Regions from separate parts of the Mus musculus genome. Here region 1 is linked to region 2. The links are chromatin contacts, called in public HiChIP or PLAC-seq maps. All regions are on one chromosome and are shown on one strand. The core of a region is the stretch at or near the end of the contact, and the rest is flanking DNA. Distances in the headings are between cores, read along the strand shown. Region 1 holds the start of Krt24 (keratin 24). Region 2 holds the start of Ccr7 (chemokine (C-C motif) receptor 7).

Region 1 (6,235 bases), core at 755-3,254, 130 kb before region 2:
CACAGTAAAAGTAATTATCACCTAGTTAATAATAAACACACAATAAAATCAGCTTAAGGAAAAAGGTTAGCTAGAGATTAAAGCACGCACATGATTTAAAAGTCCGCCAAGGCAAGGGAGAAAGTTTCAAATATGAAAACCCAGTTACTTGAGTATAAAGCTAAGCACAACTGTGGAAAATGTCACCTATTAAAAAATTGTGATAAAATAAACACATAAAGCTTCCCATCGCCGTCACTTGATGGGTACAGTTCAGCAGGGGCGAGCGCACTCACATTGTCTGAGCAACTGACCTACTGAAGCTTTGCCACACTGAGAGGTCAATCCCTACCAACTCAACAGCAGCGGTCCCACCCCCAAGCCCGCCCAGCCCCTGGTGCAACCCTCCTACTGTGTATGGCTATGAATTTGATTCCTCTGGGTGCTTAATACAAGTGGGATGAAACATGCTTTCACATTTTTTAGTTTAAAAATAAAACCATTTATTTAGTGTGTGTGTGTGTGTGTGTGTGTGTGTGTGTGTGTGTGTGTGTGTGTGTGTGTTGGCATGTGCTCAGGTTGTGGCAAAATGTGAAGGTCAGGTGACAACTTGCAGGAATCAGTCCTCTCCTTCCATGTGGGTCCAAGTATCAAATTAGGGTGGTCAGACTTGACAGCAAGCACCCATACCTACTCAGCCATCTCAGCAGCCCCGTTGCTAGACTTTTTAAACGGCACTTTCAAACCAGAGGAACTAGTAGCCAACACAAAAGGAACTGTCTATACCACAAACAAGAACAATACAAGGCAGAAAACGAACAGGGAAAGTTCCGGAACTGAAGATCCTAAGATAGGATAATCCTAACCATAGCGTGAGTTATCAGAATTAAAGGTCCTCGCTTCTAAATATCCTTTAGACAAAAACAGGAAAACCTAAGCAGAGAGACTGGACAGACTCGACCAAACTCCGTTTCTCCATGTGCAAAATGAACAAACTCCTGTAAAATGACTTCTTTGTATATTAATGGTGGTTTCAAGTTTCTCTTTGCCAGTTGCCTCCAAAACAGAGGCAGGAGCTGTAGGCATCGGTTCCTCTCCATTTCTTAAGACTTGATTCCAAAGAATGAAGCTACCCTGGCTGTAAGACAAGAACACAGGGCTGGAAGTGTAGCTGAGTTGGTGGTGTGCTTGCCTAGCAAGCACAAAGCCCTGGGTTCAGTCCCCAAGCCAGTACAACACTGACTGTGGTGGTGCATGCCTGTGATAACAGCCCTCGGGAACTAGAGGCGAGAGGATGAGAAACGCAAAGGTTCCCTTCCAGCCTAGACTACCCAAGGACTTATCTCGAAGTGGAGCAGAGCAAGGAGGAGCTGAGTTCAATCAGAAAGGAAAGCAGTGGTGGCCTCTCCCTAGTTCCAAGCTGGAACCATCTGAAACCTTGTCCGACCGTCCTCAGTCAGTGTCTGCCTGAATGAGCGTGGCCCTGAGACCCAACAGTCCTCAGTTCGAAGTAGGAGGTTCACACCTCAATTCATCCTGAGTTTCAAAGAAAGCAATAACCAAATCAAAGAGGAGAGAGCTTCATTCAATGCAAAATCCGGGCTGATGATTCCTCCCTTTTACTGTTGATCATAACACAGACCAAAAGATAACCGGTGGGAAGTGTTCCCTGTCACCACACTGAGGGTTTTAATTACACTTGATAATCTGAGGATGTGCTCTGCCATCGGGGAAACCATGGGACAAATAGAATGGAGTTATACTTTCTGAATACTTGGAATTGCCAGTCATCAAAACTTCTCAAGGACAACAGTAATTCTGAAAGAAAAAAAAAATTGGCTCCACCTTATTTTTTTTTTTCTATGTCTGACCTAGCCTCATAAAAAAGAGCCAGTAGAGTAGGTTCGTGGAAAATAAATTATCCAATTAGGGATTAACAAAACTGTAACAGGGATTAGGAAATGCTCAGAGAAAAGGAACACCCTATCGGTGTGTATATAAGGGCCAAAAAGGCAGACTGGAACAGGCCTCTCACTCCACCTTTCCTATCACCGCAGAAGCTCAGTCCTTGAAGGCATCATGTTCTGCTCAGCTCAGAAAGGGTCCTGCTCCTCCCGAGTCTCCTCCTCCGGGGCTGTGGGCAGCAGGGGGTGCACTGGGGGAAGTTCCTTTGGCGGTGGGAGCAGCTGTGGGCTAGGGGGAGGCTCTGCCTGGGGCTTCCAGGGGAGCAGCAACAGCTGGAGCCTGAGTGGGGGATCTAAGGGTAGCATGGGAGGGGGCTTCGGCAGCTGCTCAGTAAGGGGTGGATTCGGAGCAGCCTCTAGCTACGGTGGAGGGTCGGGCTTTGGCGGGAGCTCTGGCTTTGGTGGGGGCTCTGGCTTTGGTGGGGGCTCTGGCTTTGGTGGGGGATCTAGTGGAGGCTTCTCTAGCTATGGAGGTAGTATGGGGTGCGGTCTTGGTGGCGTCAGTGGCTATGATGGGGGCCTTCTCTCTGGAAGCGAAAAGCAAACTATGCAAGACCTCAATGACCGGCTAGCCAACTACCTAGACAAAGTCCGAGCCCTGGAGGAAGCCAACACGGATCTGGAGTGTAAAATCAAGGACTGGTATGGCAAGCATGGGTCTGTAAAAGGTGGGTCTGGAAGAGACTACAGCCAATACTACTCAATCATCGAAGATCTGAAGAAGCAGGTGGGCCTCTGTAGCTCTGCTCCTATGACCTGTATGGCTTTATTCGGGTCATACACCCCGAGGGGATTGTTCTTACGTTTATTTATTTCCTTGTGTGTGAGTGTGTGTCTGCGTGTGTGTATGGAGAAGGGACATGCACGGATGGCATAGCCCAAGAGTGGAAGTCAGAGGGCATCTTATGGGAGCTGGTTCTCTTCTTCTACCGAGTGAGTCCCTGGGTCAAAGTCAGGGCATTAGACATAGCAAGTGTCTATACATGCTAAGGCATCTCCAGGGCCCTGCAAGGAAATTTGAAGTCAATGAATTATTCATGTGTGCGAAATGGGTCCTGCTGTATCTGGATTATGACAGTCCCTCATATGATGTACAATAATAGCGTTCTGTCTGAATCTCAATGTGAGTACGGCATTTGTACAATGCCAGATGGCCAACTGGCAGGCATACATAAGAGCCATGGTACCAAGGGGATAATTAGGGTGACCTAATTATTCATGACTCATTCTGACAGGTTAGAACATTTTTTTGTGTCTTTCTGGATTCATTAGGACGATTTTTTTCTTCCTAGAGAATCTGTGACATGTTGCCTAATGTCATCAAACTAAAAAGAAAAAAAAAATCAGCCACAGGTGTATGGAGAAGTATATTTTTAAGTGAAATTCTGTGTTCACATTGAAACCTTGACTAGGTGAGGAAATGGCCCATCTTCTGATGCTTCTGTCTTCCAGCAGACAGGAGCAAAGGACAGTATTGTATAAAACACTGTCCTGTGTCTACCCCAACAATTATGGAAGCTGTTTCCTATTGCAGAGAGATGTAGTGCTAAGTATCCAAGGGTCTCTGCTAAAGGAATCTGCCAGGGTTAACCCACCTTTAAGAGTTTAATGACCTAGGAGATGTGTACCCTCAGCAGGTGGGCGTCAAAAGCAACTGAGAAAGCACCTTGGGCTTCAATCTTCCTTCTTTCCTAGATCCTTTCAGCCACTTGTGAAAACGCCAGAATGACTCTGCAGATTGACAACGCTAGGCTGGCTGCTGATGACTTCAGAATGAAGTAAGGCCCAGGAAGTACTTGAAAGCAAGAATCACAGGAAATAAAACAGGGTCCAATTGCTGAGGGGGAAAAACCCTTTGGGGGATGGTGACCTAAATAAAACAGGAGAGAGCTTGGTCGGTTTTCTCCTATTTTGCTATTTTGGTTTGGAGTATTTAGAGGTGCTTTGTTTTGTTTTGTTTTGTTTTGTTTTGTTTTGTTTTGTTTGAGACAGATACTGTGTAGCCTAAACAGGAGTCAAACTCACTATGTAACTGAGGCTGGCTTTGAACTCTTCATCTTCTTGCCTCTAGCTGCAGAGTGCTATGTCACAAGAATGCACTTGTATGTCTGTCTCCCAGGAGTAAACGTTAGAGACTATTGCTGGGAGAGAAGGGAAGGGAAAAAGAAGGCAAGAACGGGTGAGAGGAAGGAAGGATGGGATGAGGGTTGAGAACTATTATAAAAATATCGTACATGGCTAGAGCTAATATTAGAAATTATTTTTCTTCATGAGATTAAAAGAAAAAACCTTTAGAGAAATGCCAGCCATTTTCATTTATCAAAATAGTCAGGGGTGGGCGGGGGGGGGGGGTGCAGCTCCAACGATAAGATCACTTGCTAACAAAGGCCAAGGGCCCTGGGTTAGACACAGAAAAAAAAAAAAAATGAGAACCATTGCTCCAAGGTGAAAACTTGTCCCGGGGTTGTGGAAGAGAGATGCTCTGAGACCCGTCCCTCACCTGCCTTCCCGTGACCCACTCCAGGTATGAGCATGAACTCTGCCTTCGAGAGTGCTTGGAGGCCGACATCAATGGCCTGCGCAAAGTGCTGGACGAAATGACCATGACTCGCTGTGACCTGGAGATGCAGATTGAGGGTCTGACTGAGGAGCTGGTCTTCCTGAGGAAGAACCACGAGGAGGTAGGAACCGGCTGTGCAGCCACCGTAGGCATTTTCCACCACATCCAATGGTAACCAGTTCTCCTCCAGGTGTCACAGTTTTAAATGTTCACCTCGACGCCTGCATTAGAAGGTTGTGCCTTTCCGTTCCCATCACTACGGTACATTTTTTGTCCCTTTATGCTAGGAAATGAAGTGTATGCAAGGAAGCTCTGGAGGGGATGTGACAGTAGAAATGAATGCTGCCCCAGGAGTCGACCTGACCAAACTACTGAATGACATGAGGGCTCAGTATGAGGCGATGGCCGAGCAGAACCGCCAGGAAGCTGAGAGACAGTTCAACGAGCGGGTAGGGTGCTGCACCAAGCGTCTAACAGTCAAGCTTAAGCCACCACCTCTGCTCCTGCAGCCTAGGACAACTAACTGTGCTCTATTTCCATTTAGAGTGCATCCCTGCAAGCCCAAATCTCTTCAGATGCAGGGGAAGCCAATTGCGCCAGGAGTGAAGTAATGGAATTGAAGCGCACAGTGCAGACCCTGGAAATTGAGCTTCAGTCTCAGCTGGCCCTGGTGTGTACACACAGTTGTTTGTTACTTTGTTTTAAATCCAGCAGAGTTAAGCAAATGAGTTGCCCTTCGTGGTCAAGACGCTCACTGAAGGACACAAAGACAGAGAAAGGAAAACTGTTTTGCTCTCTGGGCCTGGGACATGGCTCCTTGGGGACAGTATCACTTGCTGGGCAGGCATGAGGATCAGAGTTCAGATTCCCATCTCTTCTGGGAAAGCTTGGGGAGGGGATGCATGGAAACAAGATGGAGCCTGGACTAATCTAGCCAAATCTGTGAGCTCCAGTTGCGGTGAGAGACCCTGTCTTGAACTTCTGGCCTCTACATACATAAGTGCACATGTGCACCCCCTCCCCTCTCCCCTCTCCCCTTTCCCCTCTCCCCTCTCCCCTTTCCCCCCTCCCCCTCCCCTTTCCCCTCCCCTTTCCCCCTCTCCCCTCTCCCCTCTCCCTTCTGATTTAATTTGTGTCATGCCAGTGAAAGTAAAAGAAGCAAAAACAAGACAACATAGGTTATGCTCACTGTAGGTGAGCATACACCTTCACACCTTCTCATACAAAACTGGAGGGGTTTCCACATCATCCTCTGACTTACCTTCAACATGACTTTTCATTGTCTCTCTGTCTTAGAAATGCTCTCTGGAAGGGACCCTGGCTGACACAGAAGCTGGCTATGTGGCTCAGCTGTCTGGAATCCAGGCACAGATTAGCAGCCTGGAGGAGCAGCTTAGCCAGATCCGGGCTGAGACCCAGTGCCAGAGTGCTGAGTACGAATGCCTGCTGAACATCAAGACCCGCCTGGAGCAGGAGATTGAGACCTACCGCCGCCTGCTCAACGGAGACGGGGGGTGAGTAAAAGCCGCTGAGATGCTCGAGGTGGGCTTATGTAACCAAAAGGGGGTGGGGTGGGGAATCAGACATGTACCCATAAAGTAATAGGGTAACAGACACAGCCCAACCAGAAGACACCTGAACCTACACCCCAGGGCCTCCCTGGGCTTCTCCCACCTTGGCAACTGCAAAGGAAAATGTTCTTTCTTCTTGCCCATAGTGGATGTGACTATAG
Region 2 (6,830 bases), core at 1,509-4,008:
ATTCTCTCCTTCCTTCCCTCATGCCTCAACATGAAAGCTCTCGGCTACTGCTCCCATACCTTGTTTGCCTGCCTGCCTCCTGCCATGCCATCATCCACCATGATGGATGTGAACTCATCCTCTGAAACTGTAAGCAAGCCTACAATTAAATGCTTTCTTATATAAGTTACCTTGGTCTTGCCATCTGTTCACAGGAATAAAAAACTAAATACAACAAATTATACATGCCCCCCCCAAAAACCCTTGTAAATGAATATTTATAGCAACAATACTCATGATAACTAAATAGTAGAAACAATCCAAATAGCCAACTAATAGTAGATAAAACAAATGTGGTATATCCACACAATGGAATATTATTCAGCCACAGAAAGGAGTGGAGAGTTGAAACATACTCCATATAGATGAACCTAATTAAAAGAAGATAGATATGAAGGTAACATTGTGTCTATTTATGTGCATTAATCAACAGAAGCAAATCTACAGAAAGAAAGTAGGTCTGCGGCTCAGAGCAGTTATGTGCACAGGTGGAAAGGACATGGGAATCATCGGAAATAATGGCTGAGGAGATCTGACTAAAAATGATTCAAAGTTTACCGTGGCGAATAAACGCCGTGACTATATAAACACCACAGAAATGTCTACTTTAAAAGAGGAAATGTGGGGACGGGAGAGATGGCGCAACAGTTAAGGACACTTGATGCTCTTGCTGAGGATCCAGGCTCAGTTCCCAGCACCCACACATCAGCTCACAAGGCCTGTAACTCCAGTTCCAGAGGATCTGACGCCGTCTTCTGACCTCCACGGGCTGTAGGCACACAGGTGGTACACAGAAAGGCACTCAGGCAAATGCTCATACACATAAAATAAAAATCAATGAATCGTTTTCAAAGGTGAATTTAGATATGAACTATAGCTAACTAGAGCTGTTGTCTTTTAAAAGAAAGGAAGGAAACACAGATGAATTCCTTTCTTTCAACCTTCCATTACCTGTCAGTATAACCTCATGGCCAATTCTCTCCAGAAGCTAGAGGGAAAGTCGTCCGGGAAATGTAGTCCCTGTATGCAGAGCAGAGCAAGGGTATCAAGTGAGTGCCTAAAGGGTTATGTTGTCATGGCAACTGTTTTAACTATTTATTTATCTTATGTATATGAGTACACTGTCACTCTCTTCAGACACACCAGAAGAGGGCATCGGGTCCCATTACAGATGGTTGTGAGCCAACGCGTGGTTGCTGGGGATTGAACTCAGGACCTCTGGAGGAGCAGTCAGTGCTCTTACCCACTGAGCCATCTCTCCAGCCCCCTGTTTTTAACTAGTTAATACAGAAGAAGGGCTAAGTCATTCTGAGCTCTGTGTCGGGTCCTGTCGCTCACTGAATTGTCTACAATCAGTGGCTAGAGATAAAAAAATTTACAGGTGTCTCTCCTGGAAATGGAACATTTAGATATTTGCTCTAGAACTCAATGGCCACCCACAGTCCCCACATGATCTCTATGCTTGTTTTAAACCCACTCCTTGGACTGGGGAGGTGGCTTAGTAGCTAACAGAGAATTGCCCCACAAACACGAGGAACTGAGTCCAAATCCCAGAACCCTCATAAGCAGCTTGGCAGTAGCATGAGCATTCGTCATCCTAGCAGTCCCCCAAGGAGATGGGAAGCAGAGACAAGAGACCACGCACCCAGAAGGCCAGCTCACCTTAGTATAGAATGGGGCACTCAATAAAGACGTGATACCTGCAACAGAATGGAAGTAGGCTGACACCTGACATTGTCTCTGATCTTCACACGTGCAATGGCATAAAATCCCCACATTCACGCATACGATCGCACACATACACGTGTGTACACACACCATACACACCACACAGGCACAACAATTAAAAATGCCAATAAATATATCAATCAGTTTCCCTGTGGGGGAAAATGGGTGTGGTCACAAAGAATAAAAAAAGTAAAATAAAAATAGGCCAGGCATGGTGGCATATGTCTTTAATACCAGCACTCGGGAGGCAGATGCAGGTAGATCTCCATGGGTTCGAGGCTAGCTAGGTCCACAGAACAAGTTCTAGGACAATCATGGCACTGACAAAAATAAAATAAAATAAAATAAAATAAAATAAAATAAAATAAATAAATAAATAAATAAATAAATAAATAAAATCTCTTCTTGGGGAACCAGTTTGGATAATGACTTAGACTTGATGTCCTCTCGGTTAGTAGAGAAAGCCGAGGGGCTCCAGGCACCCTCATATCTAGCATCTAGGTCCTGTGATGTTTAGCTTAAGTACTAAAAATAAACACTCAAACTTTCACTTCGTGGTTGTGTCACTGAAGCCTTGCTGGCCGGACCGTTCAACAGACCTCACCCTGGCTGCGCAGGTGTATGTCGGGGCTGCCTGGCGGCTGCTGGGACAATAGCCACTGATCAAGTTCATACTGAAAGGGAGACTTTTATTCAAAACCAAGAGAAGGATGCAAGTACACCTCTGACTCCCGAGCCTCAGCCTATCTCACCCCACAGCAGCCACCCAGGCGTGCTTGGCACTCACAGATGTAAGCAGCTCCTCCCTGAGTCTCTACAAGGCACTACTACCAGGGGCTTTCTGAAGGCAAACGACTCAGTGATTCAGGATCCTATGACAGCCGAATGTGGTTATCACATACCTTGTGGCCCAGGAAGACTCTGAGGGGTGGGACAGGAGTGGGAGGGGCTCTGGAACAACTTAAAAGGGGCTCTTACCACTTCCTCCCTGCCAGAGAGGGCTAGCTGGAGAGAGACAAGAACCAAAAGCACAGCCTTCCTGTGTGATTTCTACAGCCCCCAGAGCACCATGGACCCAGGTAAGTAAGCTTTCTCTTAAGAGAAGTCAAAACTTCTGACACAAAGCCAGACTCTAGGGCAATGAACATGCATGGGGGATAGGGGTCATGGGGGGGGGGGGGAGTTTCCAGAGCAATCAGGGCAGTTGGTGTGAACTGGTGGCTGCTTTCAGAGAATGCCATCCCGTTGGATGAGGCATTGGAGAGAGGATGTACCTGCTCTTTCAGACCCAGGGGAAGGAACAGCTGTGGATGCCAAGACAGACACAGGCATAAAGTTGGGTCCTCTCAAGCAGCAGGCAATGAACAGCCTGGTAGACTGACCTTGATGCCTGGATAGAACACGTTCTCAGCTGGTAGGGATGGGTGATGTTCTCTGGCACCTCTGGGGACTAAGAAAATTCTCTTTAGAGAGTTCAGGACACCCTGCTCCCACTCTGGGTCCCTCCTTTCTGTCCTGTTAAACCAGGATTTGAATCTCCTTGCTCACGAGAAGAGTGAAACTGATGGAAACTGTGCTGTGCATAGTGCAATACAAATACTAGCTGCCACCTCTGCCTCTTGTTGTCTCTGCCTGTCATCTGTCTGTCTGTCTCTGTCTGTCTTCCTCCCTCCCTTCCTCCCTCCTACACATCCCAGGTTTTGTGCCTCTTGCAGGTTAAAGGGTGAATGACTAACATAAAATTGAGTGGCCCAGGGGGCACTCCACGTAGAGAAACTGTAGCCAGCACAGCACAGCCCCTAAAACAAAGCCCACACACCACAGCCCTCTCTATAACAAGCTATTCTACCAGGCAAGCCTCAGTGTCTACTATAGCAAAGTGCCAAGGGGAGTCCAGCTCCAGACACCCCAGTTACACATCTTAAATCTCGGCTGCAGAGTCAGACTCGGCTGGGGCTGGAGGGGCCAAGTTCCTAGAGTTCCGCTCACCAGCCTCAAAGCCACAAGGGGTTGACTTTAAAAAGTGAAGGTTCCCTGGTGCTGTCCTCACACCCCCTCCAAGCCACACCACAGCCAGCAGCATCTTTATCTGTCTCTCCTGCCCAGCGTGCATTGCACCCTAGATCTAGATCCAGCTGTGGAAGGTATATAGTGGGGTCCACCTCTGCTGGCTATGAACTCATGGGAAGCAGGATTTTGTTCTTACACCTCTGCCTCTCAGATGTTTTGGGTGTAAGTAAAAAGTGTTGATGGGAGGGAGGGAGAGAGGGATGGAGGAATGGATGGATGGATGGATGGATGGATGGATGGATGGATGGATGGATGTGTGGATGGATGGATGGATAGAATCAGCCTCTCTAAGTATATTTTAGAAAGCAAATATCTATTCCAGCTTCTCCTCCCACCTGCCTGCTTTCTAAGCCTACACCTCAGGTATCTACCTCCACCAGCCATAGTCTCAGAGAACCCACACCATCCACCAAAGATCTTCTCCACCTTCCTAAAATGTGGCTCCCAGAATAGGGAAAGGTTCTAAATTTACAGCATTTGCCAATTTCCATGGTGTAAATTTTACCATCCCAATTGACCTTAGTCGGTCCCATTAAAGGTCTAAATGTTTTGACACAAAAAGGAGACAGACACCTGCCTTCCTTGGCACTTGGGACACTATAGAGTCTCTCCTGAACTAGGTTTGGGGATGCTAAATGCATGGCTTTGATACAGGGGGTGGGGCAAACTCTGGTCCTGGAAGAAGAGATAGTCTTGCTTTTTTACTCAACTTAAGAAGCACCCTAATAGCTAACTCTGAAATGCTGGTGTGAGGGGAAACTGCTTAAGAAGTTTTGCTCAAAACAGGCTCCGGCGCCGTTGGAAGGGCGGGTGGGCCACAAACTATCTGTTTTTCACTCTTTGTCTACCTAGTAGGGACAGGAGGTGGGTGAGAAGGCCTAGGTTTCTGTTATACAAAATGAGAAACTACAAACCAGGGCTGAGCTGGCCTCTTTCATGATTTGAATGAGCAGCCCTGATATACCCTTCCTAACTTCAAGACATGGGACCACAGATCTCAGCACAACATCTCAAAATCAGAGAAGGGGAGGGGGTGACAAATGAACCCATAAGAGACTTGTGTCTCACAGCTCAGCTGTAGATGGCAGTAGAAGAGAATTCAGGGTCATTCTCTTGTGGCCCTCCAGAAACCTGGCTGTGGAGAACACTGGAGCCCAGAGTAGCTAGGAAAAAACGCTCCTCTGTGTGGTATTGTCTTCCAGTCATGTGTCACTCATTGAGAACTTCTTGAATACAGAGTCTGGTGGGGAACGTAACATGTATGTCAACACGCAACACCAACAGTGAGAGACACAGCACTCCTGAGGGGGCATAAGGACAAGATTCAAAAGCAAAAAGCAAGGCTGTGAACACGTGTCCAGAAAGCATGGCAATTGTATTTTGAAGGGTGTGTAGAAGTTGTCAAACCTAATAAAGAAGGGCCAGGTTGTAGCCAGATCTTCAGACTCTACAGCCTTAAGCCAACAAAGTAAATGAGGCATCCGAGTGTCAGGAACGTGACTGGCACACAAGCCTGAGGAACCTGAGCTTGTAGCCTCAGAGTTTAAAAGCTGGCTGTAGCAAGGTACACACGTAATACCTAAGCCTGCTTAGGGAGGCAGGAATAATAAGACTTGCTGGCCAACCAGTCTTCAGAATTGGCAAACTCCAGGTTCCATGAGAGACACTGATGTCAGCCTCTGACCTCTGTATGTGTGCACACCCATACATATATGAGCACACACCTTGAGCTCATAGTCAGTCAGCTCTGGTGAAGGCAATAGAGCAACAAGGAAGGGGGAATGGTGTCAGCTGATGGGAGTCAGGGAAATAGATGTGCCAAGAAACAAGCTAGACTGGGGTGGCCCTTACAGCGCTGTGTGACAGCACCAGGGAATCCATACACCACCCTAAAAAGAATGGGGGCCAGCAAAGGTCCCCCACCCTTTTCCAAATAGATGGGCAGATAGATGAAATGTGTGTTTTGGAAGGAGTAGGGGACAACAGATCCTTGTATCAGGACAGGGGAGGGACCAACATCAAAAGATGTGGAAGATCGAGATGTGGAAGCAACAGACACGAGTGGCCAGAAGCAGTAGAGAGAGCAAGAGTGGCCTTGATCTGTGGAGGACCCTCCACACCCAAGGCTCATCAGTAATGTCACATGACTCAGCCATTAGAACCCAGGCTAGATGTTCCCCTTTCCCATCTCTGATCTATTGTTTAATAGCTATGTGAATCCAGAGGAACGACATAACATCTCTGGGCCTGTTTCCTAGAATACAAAAGGAACTTACAAGATGTTATGAGGGGGGAGAGATGTAGGGAGAGGAGCTAGGAGTGAGGTGGCCATGGCCAGGGGCTGGGTGTCCTTAGGGAAGCCTTGTGCTGACAGTTCTTCCGTTGGGGCTGATTGTCACGTGGGGTCTCACAGGGTATCCATTGAGGACGGGGATGGCAGCGCCTGTCTCACGTGGACAGCGCACTTCACTGAAAGCTCAGTGGGTGCCAATTGCATCACTGAGTGACAGCGTTGGTGCCCTAATAACAAGATCCCACCAGCTCTCACATCCCTGCCTCCCATCTGCGGGCTGGGTCCCTGCTTCAGCCTCTGCCCTTTCTCATGTCCCCTACAAGCGGCTGAGAAGGTCCAGAGAGAAAATCATCACCTGAGGTGTCTCTCGGGCCAGATGATAAGCAGCCATGGTTTCCTGGGCAGCCTGGAGGGACTGGGGGAATGTACAGATGGGAGCTTTAGGACCTGAGCAGGAGGCGACTGGCTTCCCAGGCTGGGAGCTGGGGGCGGGGGAGGGAATTGAGTGTCAGGCTGAGGCAGGGCAGGGCAGGGGAGTTGGGATGGTGTCGGGCTAGAGTGCTAGGGAGTTTTCCTTTCACCTTAATCATTCTGCAAACCCAAGAACTCAGGAAACACCGAACACCTCAATCAACAGCTCCCCCACACTGGCATTCCCAACTGCCCGTAGCTCAAGAGCAGTTGCTTTCTGACTATTGAG

What was found. HiChIP or PLAC-seq counts read pairs in DNA pulled down with a chosen protein or histone mark.
Region 1: a BATF HiChIP or PLAC-seq map of CD8 T cells shows a contact between it and region 2, with 5 read pairs. The contact joins the promoter of Krt24 here to the promoter of Ccr7 in region 2. A contact is called at or near these places in 13 of 39 promoter capture datasets (the 3T3-L1 cell line, 3T3-L1-derived adipocytes, the C10 cell line and 9 more), 2 of 15 datasets of contacts at CTCF or cohesin (CD8 T cells and large pre-B cells), 1 of 484 Hi-C or Micro-C datasets (palatal mesenchyme), 10 of 115 datasets of contacts at active chromatin or transcription factors (the 230-238 cell line, CD8 T cells, Th17 cells and 6 more) and 1 of 9 other capture datasets (adipose tissue).

Annotation. Positions count from the first base shown.
Region 1 is chr11:99,281,031-99,287,265 of GRCm38.p6, reverse strand. It overlaps Krt24 (keratin 24), which reads left to right and starts at 2,004. Exons shown (of 8, transcript NM_029393.2): 1 at 2,004-2,670; 2 at 3,639-3,721; 3 at 4,468-4,624; 4 at 4,791-4,952; 5 at 5,048-5,173; 6 at 5,800-6,017; 7 at 6,221-6,235. The coding sequence starts at 2,059. The region is part of intron 3 of Gm32385 (a long non-coding RNA gene); the gene reads right to left.
Region 2 is chr11:99,151,005-99,157,834 of GRCm38.p6, reverse strand. It overlaps Ccr7 (chemokine (C-C motif) receptor 7), which reads left to right and starts at 2,758. Exons shown (of 3, transcript NM_007719.2): 1 at 2,758-2,846. The coding sequence starts at 2,837.